2 separate regions of the Danio rerio genome follow, and region 2 is linked to region 1. A link is a contact called in public Hi-C data. All regions are on one chromosome and are shown on one strand. Each heading gives the region's core, a stretch centred on a gene start, on an enhancer-like site or on the middle of the called end of the contact. The rest is flanking DNA. Distances are from core to core; before and after follow the strand shown. Region 1 overlaps LOC141378092 (a long non-coding RNA gene). Region 2 overlaps ankrd28b (ankyrin repeat domain 28b).

The links. A called contact is a pair of places that touch in the nucleus more often than the background predicts.
Region 2: a contact with region 1 is called in a Hi-C map of an unstated tissue, with 2.6 times the contacts expected there. The contact joins two enhancer-like sites. A contact is called at or near these places in 2 of 18 Hi-C or Micro-C datasets (caudal fin and an unstated tissue).

The regions. Positions count from the first base shown.
Region 1 is chr16:21,347,741-21,352,912 of GRCz12tu, reverse strand. The region is part of intron 3 of LOC141378092 (a long non-coding RNA gene); the gene reads right to left. It also overlaps a transcript of hdac9b not described here. Among named protein-coding and RNA genes, the nearest start is that of ahr1a, 36 kb to the left of the region's middle. Within about 2 kb of position 3,017, at least 10 of the 62 cell types and tissues checked have an H3K27ac peak or open chromatin away from gene starts, as enhancers often do.
Region 2 is chr16:21,467,222-21,472,393 of GRCz12tu, reverse strand. It overlaps ankrd28b (ankyrin repeat domain 28b), which reads right to left. Exons shown (of 29, transcript XM_009292265.4): 5 at 3,051-3,251; 6 at 479-566; 7 at 236-378. Among named protein-coding and RNA genes, the nearest start is that of c16h2orf66, 40 kb to the left of the region's middle. Within about 2 kb of position 3,148, at least 6 of the 62 cell types and tissues checked have an H3K27ac peak or open chromatin away from gene starts, as enhancers often do.

The DNA.
Region 1 (5,172 bases), core at 1,768-4,267:
GTCATGCAGCATGAACTCAGCATTAGGAATCTATATGGGCAGCCCTCACCTTGCCCCTGGAAGCCACACAGTCCACACAGTGTCTGCACTATAATGTACAACTAATTTAGTATAATATTGAACATCCAAATTTATTTACTTTTATAATGCAAATACCATATATGCTTTATGCCCTGTTTGCAGATATTTAAGAAACATGCTCAGTGAACATACTTGTTTATCTGAAAAACAAGGCTGAGGTCAGATATTCTGCATTGAAAATGTGTTTTCTGTGCCAGAACACTGTCTTTGGTAATTTTCACCTGCCCAATGTCAGTTTAGCCAATTATGTTTCAGCCCCCAGGTTACCTTGAAAAAACCCCACATATTTTAAGGCTCTGAAAGCATGTGTCCATGACTGAAATGCGACCTCCGGTGGACAGTAGCAGACTCCAAAATGAGACAGATTTAGTTCCACGTGAGGTTATTATTTAGCAAATGATATAAATATTACTAAAGTAAACATTGGCTGAGCAGGTTACATTGTAACTGCATGGCCTAACAACGCGCTTCGTTATGAGATACGCAGTGATTTGGCTGTTTTGAAATTTAAATAAAGCCATTCAGAAGCACAGAAAATGCACACACTCATGGAATGGTAAGGTTTATAATATATTTAATAAATTTTAACCTTTAACATGATTAAATGTCAAGTAAAATGTCATTCAAACTCACATTGTTAGCATTTAACACTGAATAAAGCACATAAGGTTTAGGCTACCTGAGGTGATCATTGTCATAATTTTCTGTTGGTCACCTGTGTGAAATAGAAGCCGTTTCTAATATATGAATTCGAGGTGTTGGTTACGACAAAAACTTCTTTTAATATGGAAAATATTCCATCTATCACATGCTGTTGCTTTTATTTAGAACACGGTTTAAAATCAATCTCTCCTGTCCTCAGTCTGGCAACCTGCACTTGCATTTGTTTTGATCCTGGAGTGCAATACCTAGTTCAACCACTGGGTGTCAAACTTACATACTGCACCTTTAATCAGGTTTGTTAAAAGTCTCATTTCACAATGTTAGTTCCTTTCTGCAGCCATACATTTGATATATAAATGTAAATATTTGAGAAACATCTATAAACAAGTAATGATGGAATCTTTTCAATTGTAAATCTTGAGTGTAGCAGAATTCAAGGTATGTGAAATGACACAGAGTGACCATAGTGAGTCTGCATCTATAGGCCATACCTGGATTAGCCTACACTGGGCCTGTTAGATTTGGTGTGGGCTGGCTGTAGCCCACAGTGCCCACAAATAGCCAGCACGGACCCTGCAGAAGCATGTTTGCTGGGTCAGTCTCCTGTTTACAGGTTCAGAGTGGTCTTCTGCTGCTGTAGCTCATCTGCTTCCAATTTACCTTGTATTGTGTTTTTTTTCTGCAGACCTAGTAATTTAAACATTGTTATTTATTTATTTATTTATTTATTTATTTATTATTGTTTTTATGGTGACACATTGGCGCAGTGGGTAGCATCACAGCAAGAATGTCACTGGTTCGAGGCTTGGCTGGATCAGTTGCCGTTTCTGTGTGGAGTTTGCATGTTCTTCCCGTGATTGCATGGGTTTCCTCCGGGTGCTCCGGTTTCCCCCACAAGTCCAAAGACATGTGGTACAGGTGAACAGGGTAAGCTTAAATTGTCCATAGTGTATGAGTGTGTGTGTGTGTGAATGGGTGTGTATAAATGTTTCCCAGTGATGGGATGCAGCTAGAAGGGCATCCGCTGCGTAATACATATGCTGAATAAGTTGGCGGTTCATTCCTCTGTTGCGAACCCAGAATAATAAAGGGACTAAGCCGAAAAGAAAAAAAAATGAATGAATATTGTTTTTATTAAGTCCTGGGTGGCACGGTGAATAAGTGATCAGCACATTTACTTCTAAGCAAGAAGGTTGCTGATTCAAGCCCAAGCTAGATCAGGAGGGCTTCTGTGTGGAGTTTGCAGGTTCTCTCTGTGTCAATGTGGGTTTTCTGCGAGAGCTCTAGTCTCCCTCACAGAGAAGCGGTATACTATAAGTGAATAAGATAACTAAATTGAAAACTAAATTGGCCATAGTTTGTGAATGGGAGAGTGTGTGGGGTTTTCCCAGCACTGATTGTAGTACTTTTAGTACTGGGTTGTGGCTGGAAGGCAATCCGCTGTGTGAAACATATGGCCAACTAATTGGAGGTTCATTCTGCTGTCGTGACTCCTGATAAACCAGGGAATAAGCTGAAGGATAGTGAATGAGTAAGAGAGAGTAACTGTTTTCATTCTGTCAGTTAATACCAGCCTGGCCATTCTCTGCCCTTAGAGCAGGGGTTTGGTCCTGGAGGGCCAGTATCCAGCATAGTTTTGCACAGCAAGAAGGCTGCTGGTTCAAGTCCCGGCTTGCCAGTTGGTATTTCTGTGTGGAGTTTGTATTGTTCTACCCATGATCACATGGGTTTCTTCCGGGTGCTCCTCTTTCCCCCACAGTTCAAAGACATGCTCTAGGTGAATTGGGCAAACAAAATTGGCTGCAGTGTATGTATGTGCGTGTAAATACGAGATGGTATGGGTGTTTTCCAGTTATTGGTTGTGGCTGGAAGGGCATCTACTGCGTAAAACATATGCTGGAGTAGTTGGCGGTTCATTACACTGTGGCGACCCCTGATAAATAAGAGACTAAATTGAAGTAAAATGAATAAACTTTTGTTATAAAATCATACACATTTCTAAATCCACAGTGTTATTCAGACAGGGTTTTGCTATTATTAATATTTTTTTTTAACTAAGAGTGTCACAGCTTTGGGCACTGCCCCACTTTGAGCAGGATAATCCCTGTGGATTGGGCTCCATAAGCCCCGTAAGACCCACTAAGACCAGATGGAATTTGCCTTCACCATGGCTGAAGGTTCCCACAAATTGAATTAGTCAGTCAGCAGAGGAAGGGTATAGGAGACCAGTGGGTCAAAAACTGCCTCTGTATTGCAGTCCTGTCTGAGATCTGCTGACCTCTGAACTCTACACATCCGGTGGGCTTTACGGTCCATTGTGGTGATGAACATGTGTGATCATCATTAGTGTCATTCTCTGGCTAAAGCAAAAGGACTATGAACAAAAAACGCCCACTATGTAATGAACATATTGAGACATGTTCAGTACTATAATAAATAAATAAAGAATTAAATGCATCATACATTTTTGTGTGGACCATATTCTTATAATAAATTAGCATTTTTTAAATTAAAAAATTGACTTAAATGCTAAATTGTCACAAAACGCATACAAATATACACAAAACTCAAGCTAAACTTGAATGAAAAAAAAAAAAACTTTACATTTCTTAACTAGGACACAATGAAAATGACTGTGATGAAAAGTATTTAAGTAAAACTCATGTTTTTAAACTATATCTTACATTTTAAAAGGAAAACATTGCCTTTTAACCACCATTATTCACTCTGGTACCATTTTAAGGATGCTTGTGTGTTTCTGTTTTTGTTATGGTTCCATTTATGCCCACTTTATTTTTTTGAGTCGAAATGCTTCTAAACATTTTATCTTACCTCACTTATTATAGAGGACCTGCAAATTACAAACCATTAAGTAGTTATTACATATACAGTTGAAGTCAGAATTATTAGCCCCCTTTGAATTTTTTTCTTCTTTTTTAAATATTTCCCAAATGATGTTTAACAGAGCAAGGACATTTTCATAGTATGTCTGATAATGTTTTTTTCTTCTAGAAGCAATCTTATTTGTTTTATTTCGGCTAGAATAAAAGCAGTTTAAAAACATTTTAACACCATTTTAGGGACAAAATTATTAGTCCCTTTAAGCTATATTTTTTGCTCAATAATCTACATAACAAACAATAACTTGCCTAATTACCCTAACCTGCCTAGTTAACCTAATTAACCTAATTAATATTAATTACTGTCATCATAACAAAGTTAAAATAAATCAGTTATTAGAAATGAGTTTGCTGCTTATTAATACAACCCAAAATCAGAAAATGTTACAGTATGGTACAGTATGGAAACATAGTGATTTCTAAATTTACTTTGACTTGTATTTCATTGCAGACAATATGCAATATGAACACAAAACATTTCATGTTTTGTTTGGTCAAATTCATTTCATTTGTAAATATACATCCTTTTTCTGTCATTTAGACATGCAACACATTACAGAAAAAGTTGGGACAGAAACAATTTAGGGCTAGTAATCAGATAAATTGGTTAAATAATGATGTGATTTGAAACAGGTGATGTCAACAGGTGATTGTAATCATGATTTGGTACAAAAGCAGCATCCAAGAAAGGTCTAGTTCTTTAGGAGCAAAAATGGGCAGAGGATCACCACTTTGCCAACAAATACGTGAGAAAATAAAAAAAAAATAAAATTAAAACAATGTTCCTTAAAGAAAGATAGGAAGACATTTAGATATTTCACCTTCAATAGTGCATAACATCATTAAAAGATTCAAGGAATCTGGAGGATTTTCAGTGTAAAAAGGACATGTGCATAAGTCTAAGTTGAACAACTGTGATCTCTGATCTATCCGTCATCACCATTCATCTATAAGGGATATCACCACATGGGCTCAGGACTACTTTGGCAAACCTTTATTAAGTACCACAATATTTATTTACATCCACAAATGCCAGAAACTGACAAATGCCTAAAACTGTACTGTGCCAAAAGTATGCCATATGTTAACAGAGTCCACAAGTGTCATCAACTGCTCTGGGCTCAGACGCATATGGGATGCACTGGCACACAGTGGAAATTTGTACTGTGGTCAGATGAATCAGTATTTCAGGTACTACCAGCAACAAGTCCAAAAGCCAGGGTCTGTAATTGTCAAGTGCGCCAGGAAAATCTAACTTGCACTTCTGTGATGGCACCATTAATGCTGAAAAGTACATAGAGATTTTGGAGCACATTATGCTGCCTTCTTTTCTATGGACACACTTGCATATTTCAACAAGTCAATGCAAAACCACATTCTGCACATATTACAAAGTCCTGGCTGCTGAGGAAGAGGATACAGGTACTTGGCTGGCCTGCCTGCAGTTCTGACCTGTCTCAAAGAGAGAATGTGTGGCAAAATTCGAAGTGCAAAATGCGACAACAAAAAACAGCCCTTGTTGTTGCCC
Region 2 (5,172 bases), core at 1,899-4,398, 120 kb before region 1:
AGCATGGCATCTAAAAAACATGACCCTCACGAGCATGGCGCAAACATAATGATCCAACACGTCCATCAAGTGTGTGTTCACATTGAAAAATAATAGTAAAGTAGCACGTTGGAAAGGAAAAACATATTCTGTGCGAACGGCAACTTAAATAGTATTCCCTTAAAAAGTTGCTATAGTACATAAACTCCACATAATCCATAGTGAGAAGACATTTTTGTGAAAGCTTAACACTCACATCGACTCCCATGTCGAGCAGATACTTCACTACACTGATCATCCCGCTGGAGGCTGCAGCGTGGAGAGGTGTGTAAGCTTTCTTATCCTTGCACGGCACTTCAGCACCATGAGACACCAGCAGTTTCACCACCTCCATGTGACCTGAAAGGTTCAAGATTTAAAAGGGTTTTGTATTTGTAGATCCCACATATGGTTGCGTAAGAGGCTGGAAAACAAACAAACAATAATTTCTCTGTCTCACCCATGTATGCCGCCCAATGGATCGCCCTTCGGTCCTTCTTATCAAACGCATTAATGTTTGCTCCCCTGGATAGCAGTAACCTCACCATCTTCCAACAAAACAAACAAAAAGTATGCATACTTTACATGTGTAGAACTTAAAACAATGCATTTATTGAGTGTGAAATAAATAAATGACTAAAAGAAATTTGAATTAGGGCTGTAAATATTATTGTTTTAGCATGTGTAATAGTTATATCACAGAATGTAAAATGTCAAAATCAAGATCATAGTTTAATGCTTTTTAAAGTAGTCGTATCACAGATGTTTTCACACCGCATTACTATCTGGGGTAGCATTCTGTTGCTGCTGTGTTTACACTGCAAGATGAATCAAGATGAAAAACACACAAGAAGTGACATGGAAACAACATGAGGTCACATAGTATCTTTTGTTATAAACTACATAAGAAAAAAGCCTTTAGTGGGGTGGAAAATGTACTTATTTTGCTCAGCAGGGTTTCGAAGGGACTTAGCAATTTCTCTCGTGGTATTGCTCAGACACTGGGGCTCCTATAAAATTTCCACTTGTTTTACCGAATTGTCCACATGGCGGTGCACCGAAGAAACAATTAATTTTGACACCCCTAATCAGCATTAACAGAAACCTCGCCTCTGCTTATATTTGATTGAAGAATGAAAAAGATGCGACTGATGTAACATGCTTTTCTGCTTGGGGTTAGCTTATTTCAACTGCGAGCACACAGCTTGCAATGGCAAAAACATAAGCGGAAGACGCATAAGCAGCGTACAAAACACTCACAGCCTTAAGTAAACTATTCAAAAGATGCGCCTTTCATCACAAAAAGTGTGTTCGGTGTAATCGCCCTCTTATGCTGCCAAACTTTGAAAAAAAATATAAAATAACATTAATCGTTTAACTAATATCATTAATCTGTTAAAAAAACACCCTTTCGTTAACGGTTAATCGGTTATTTTGAGCATCCCTAGTCCATATAATTAGTATGCCAAATATCTCACGTCTTTGATAGTTCACACTGTGTGATTGTTACTTGTACAAGCACCGATTTGCCTTTGATTTCAGGCATTTGTCAGCGATTTCTCAAGACCTGTAAGCGAGTCAAAATCGGGGCTAAAATCCTGCAGTCTGAACTTGGAATAACAGGTATCGATGTCCAGATTTGGGAAGTAATTGCAAAGTTATTGTGGCTAAAATCATGCATTCTAAACTTGGAATAACAGGTAACGATTTCCAGATTTGGGGAGTTATTGCAAAGTTATTGTGGCTAAAATCATGCATTCTGATCTTGGAATAACAGGTAACGATTTCCAGATTTGGGGAGTAATTGCAAAGTTATTGTGGCTAAAATCATGCAGTCTGAACTCGGAATAACAGGTAACGATTTCCAGATTTGGGAAGTAATTGCAAAGTTATTGTGGCTAAAATCATGCAGTCTGAACTCGGAATAACAGGTAACGATTTCCAGATTTGGGGAGTAATTGCAAAGTTACTATAATAGAGAAAGTTGAGCATTTCTACACTTTTTGAAAGGTTTAGTTCACCTAAAAATGAAACTTTTTATCAATTAGTAACCCTAATGTGATTCCAGACCTCTGAGAGCTTTGTTCATCTTCAGAACACAAATTAAGATACTTTAGTTAAAACCAAGAGCTCCTTTATTGTCCATAGACAGCAAGGGTCCAGACTCTAAAGTCCAGAAAAGTATCAAAAAACATCCTCAAAACAGACCATTTTCTTTTCAGTGGTTCAATCAAAATATTATTAAACTACAAAAAAGAAACAGATGCTTACAGTTTCTTCTTTTTCGTTTCATTTTTCAAATAGCCCAGATGAAAAGTTATATTTTTGGATAGGGCAAAAAAAAAAAATCTAAGTTAATACATTTAATAAATACAACAATACACTATTAATAATAATAATAATAATAATAATAATAATAATAATAATAATATATATATATATATATATATATATATATATATATATATATATATATATATATATATATATATATATATATATATATATAAAACTTTAGTCTTTATTTCTTAGCAAAATATTTTAACTTATTGTGTAAAAACAATCAAGCTCTACTTGTATCTATACACTTTTTTCAACAAACTTTCTTTAAAATAATAAAAAAAAAATGAACAAATGTTTTAAAAGTTTTAAAATCTAAAAACTATTATAAACTAATTCTATGCACAACAATCTGTCCAGGTCAGTGTCAAATTTCCTTACAAATGTTATTGTAAGGAAAATGGATTGTGAGGTGTATTGTTGGTGATTGTATGAGTTTTCGCCAGATTGGGTAGCAATACACGAACAAAGGAAAATTAAGACCTGTTTAAAAAAAAAAATAAAATCAAGACCTACAACACAATATTTCAGTAAATTTAAGACACTTGTACCGTGAAATCGCTTGCCGCAATATAAACTGCTGAAAAACAAAATACTGCAAATTTGCATTTTCTTTTTTTCAATATTGTCCAGCCCTATTTCAAAGCATTCTTTCTACAACACCTCCACATATGCAAATGCAGTTGACTGACCTCCAGGTGGCCGCTAAAGGCAGCGTGGTGCAGAGCTGTGCGTCCAGCACGATCTGATACATTAACATTGCTGAGCAGTGGCACCAGCGCCTCAGCACAGCGAACCGCCTTGTTAGCAGCCGCCACATGTAGAGGAGTCTGCCAGTTCTTATCTCGAGCATTCACATCAGCAGAGTGCTTCAACAAAACCTGCACCGCCTCCTGCAAAACACAACATCAAGAATCTCAAGCTCTGCTTTCACTTTGTCCTCTGTTAGTCACACTTTGTCATACTTCGTCATAAGTAATAAAAAAGTGCACTATGATTTCCATGATAAGAAAGATAGAATGCAATAAAAAAAATGGAATTTATTAAACATTGGGTAACATCATGGTAGGGCTATACAGTCAACATAGGTCTAATCGACTGTTTGTTAATATGATCTGCGTGAGTTCAAAGGAGTTTCACTGTGCACCGCGATGTATCAGGACTAGGGTTGTAACGGTATGAATTTTTTTACGGTATGATAATCGTTTAAAACAGTACCACGGTTTGACGGTTTCGCGGTATACGGTATGTTACAAATGTTACAAAATAATAGAACAGTGAAGCAAATTTGACTTTTTCCAAATAATATATTTTCAGTTACTATAAACAACACCACTTACAATGAACAAATAAAAAATAAGAAAATAATAAATAATGTGTCAAAGTCCAAATAAAGTCCAAATAAACATGGTGCAAATCCTCAGTAAAAAAATAGATATAAATATTTACTATACTATAAATAGTTACATAACGAAACTAGATTCAATATGGAACATCCTTAGGTTTTATGTGCCAGCATGGATATGGTTGTCTGTGGATATGGATTAGGATATGGTTGTCTGCAATGTAAACAAACAGCTGCACCTTCATTTGTGTCTTTTGAAAACAGCAAGAGCAGCAGTTCGTCTTTGCTGTGTCACTGTTTTGTCATGTTTCTGTGCTGCTGTGCATGCAAAAGTACTTAGTATGAGAATTATTTCATGCAAAACTTTTTTTTTTTGCGTTTTATTTAGCCGCGCATAAATGTATGCCTATCTCTCATTCCGTGTTGTTCAAAAAGCTCGTTTTTGGTCCACAAACAAAAGCGAAACCTATGCTTATTGGTTGTGATATAGCGAGTTTGAACCAATCTGGGCATGGAGGAGGGACAATGCATCAATGTATCATGTCTGGTTTGTCCGGAGACACAGTGACGAGCGTTTCTTTGTCAAATCAGCGTTGTCAAATTTTGATGACGTAACCGCACTGATTCCGGAGCCTCCGGAGCCGCGAATGTTATGTGATACAGCACTGGAAAGCTGAGATTCTCTTCTTTATGCCAATCTTTGAATTGTATGAATCGGATCAGCGGATCAAAAGTTATTAAACATTTAAGAGCAATACTTATTTTTAGCCGCGGGCGGCTGTCTCGGTCTTTAAGGGTTAAAACCGTTGATATGCAATTGTTCATGGTATGATAATCGTGCACGTTCAAATCGTGGTAGACCGTCATACCGGTATATTGTTACAACCCTAATCAGGACTAAATCATGCAGCAATCAATCAAGGATGAAAAAAGAAGGAAGATAAGCTCACCCGGGCAGGATTGTGCAGATTTTTAGTACACCATTTATTATAACATGAGGTGTAATATGACATTTTGGAGCTCATACACGCCTCCATTAATCCATTACTTAATTGCAATAAAGAGTAGATTCCCTTTTAGCAATAATTTGAGTATTGTTTGTAAAGACATAATTTCATGCTTGTTTTTATGCGCAATGAAAACTGAAGGCGCTAAAGATCAGGTTGTCTGGTTTGATGATGACGATGATCTCCTTTATTAAGTGTGTGTATACAGTCTTATGCAAAAGTTTGGCCACCCCTGATAATTTTCATTCAAATTAGCAATATATCCTAAAGAAAAAGCTACATTTCATTTCTGACATAACATTTATTTAAATCAACAGATGCATTGCAATTTAAGTCTTAAAAAACAGACCGATGCAAAAATTTGGGCACCCTAACAGAATAATGACATCAATATTTTGTACAGCCACCTTTTGCTAAAATAACAGCATGTAGACGCTTTTTACAGACAAGGATAAGTCCCTG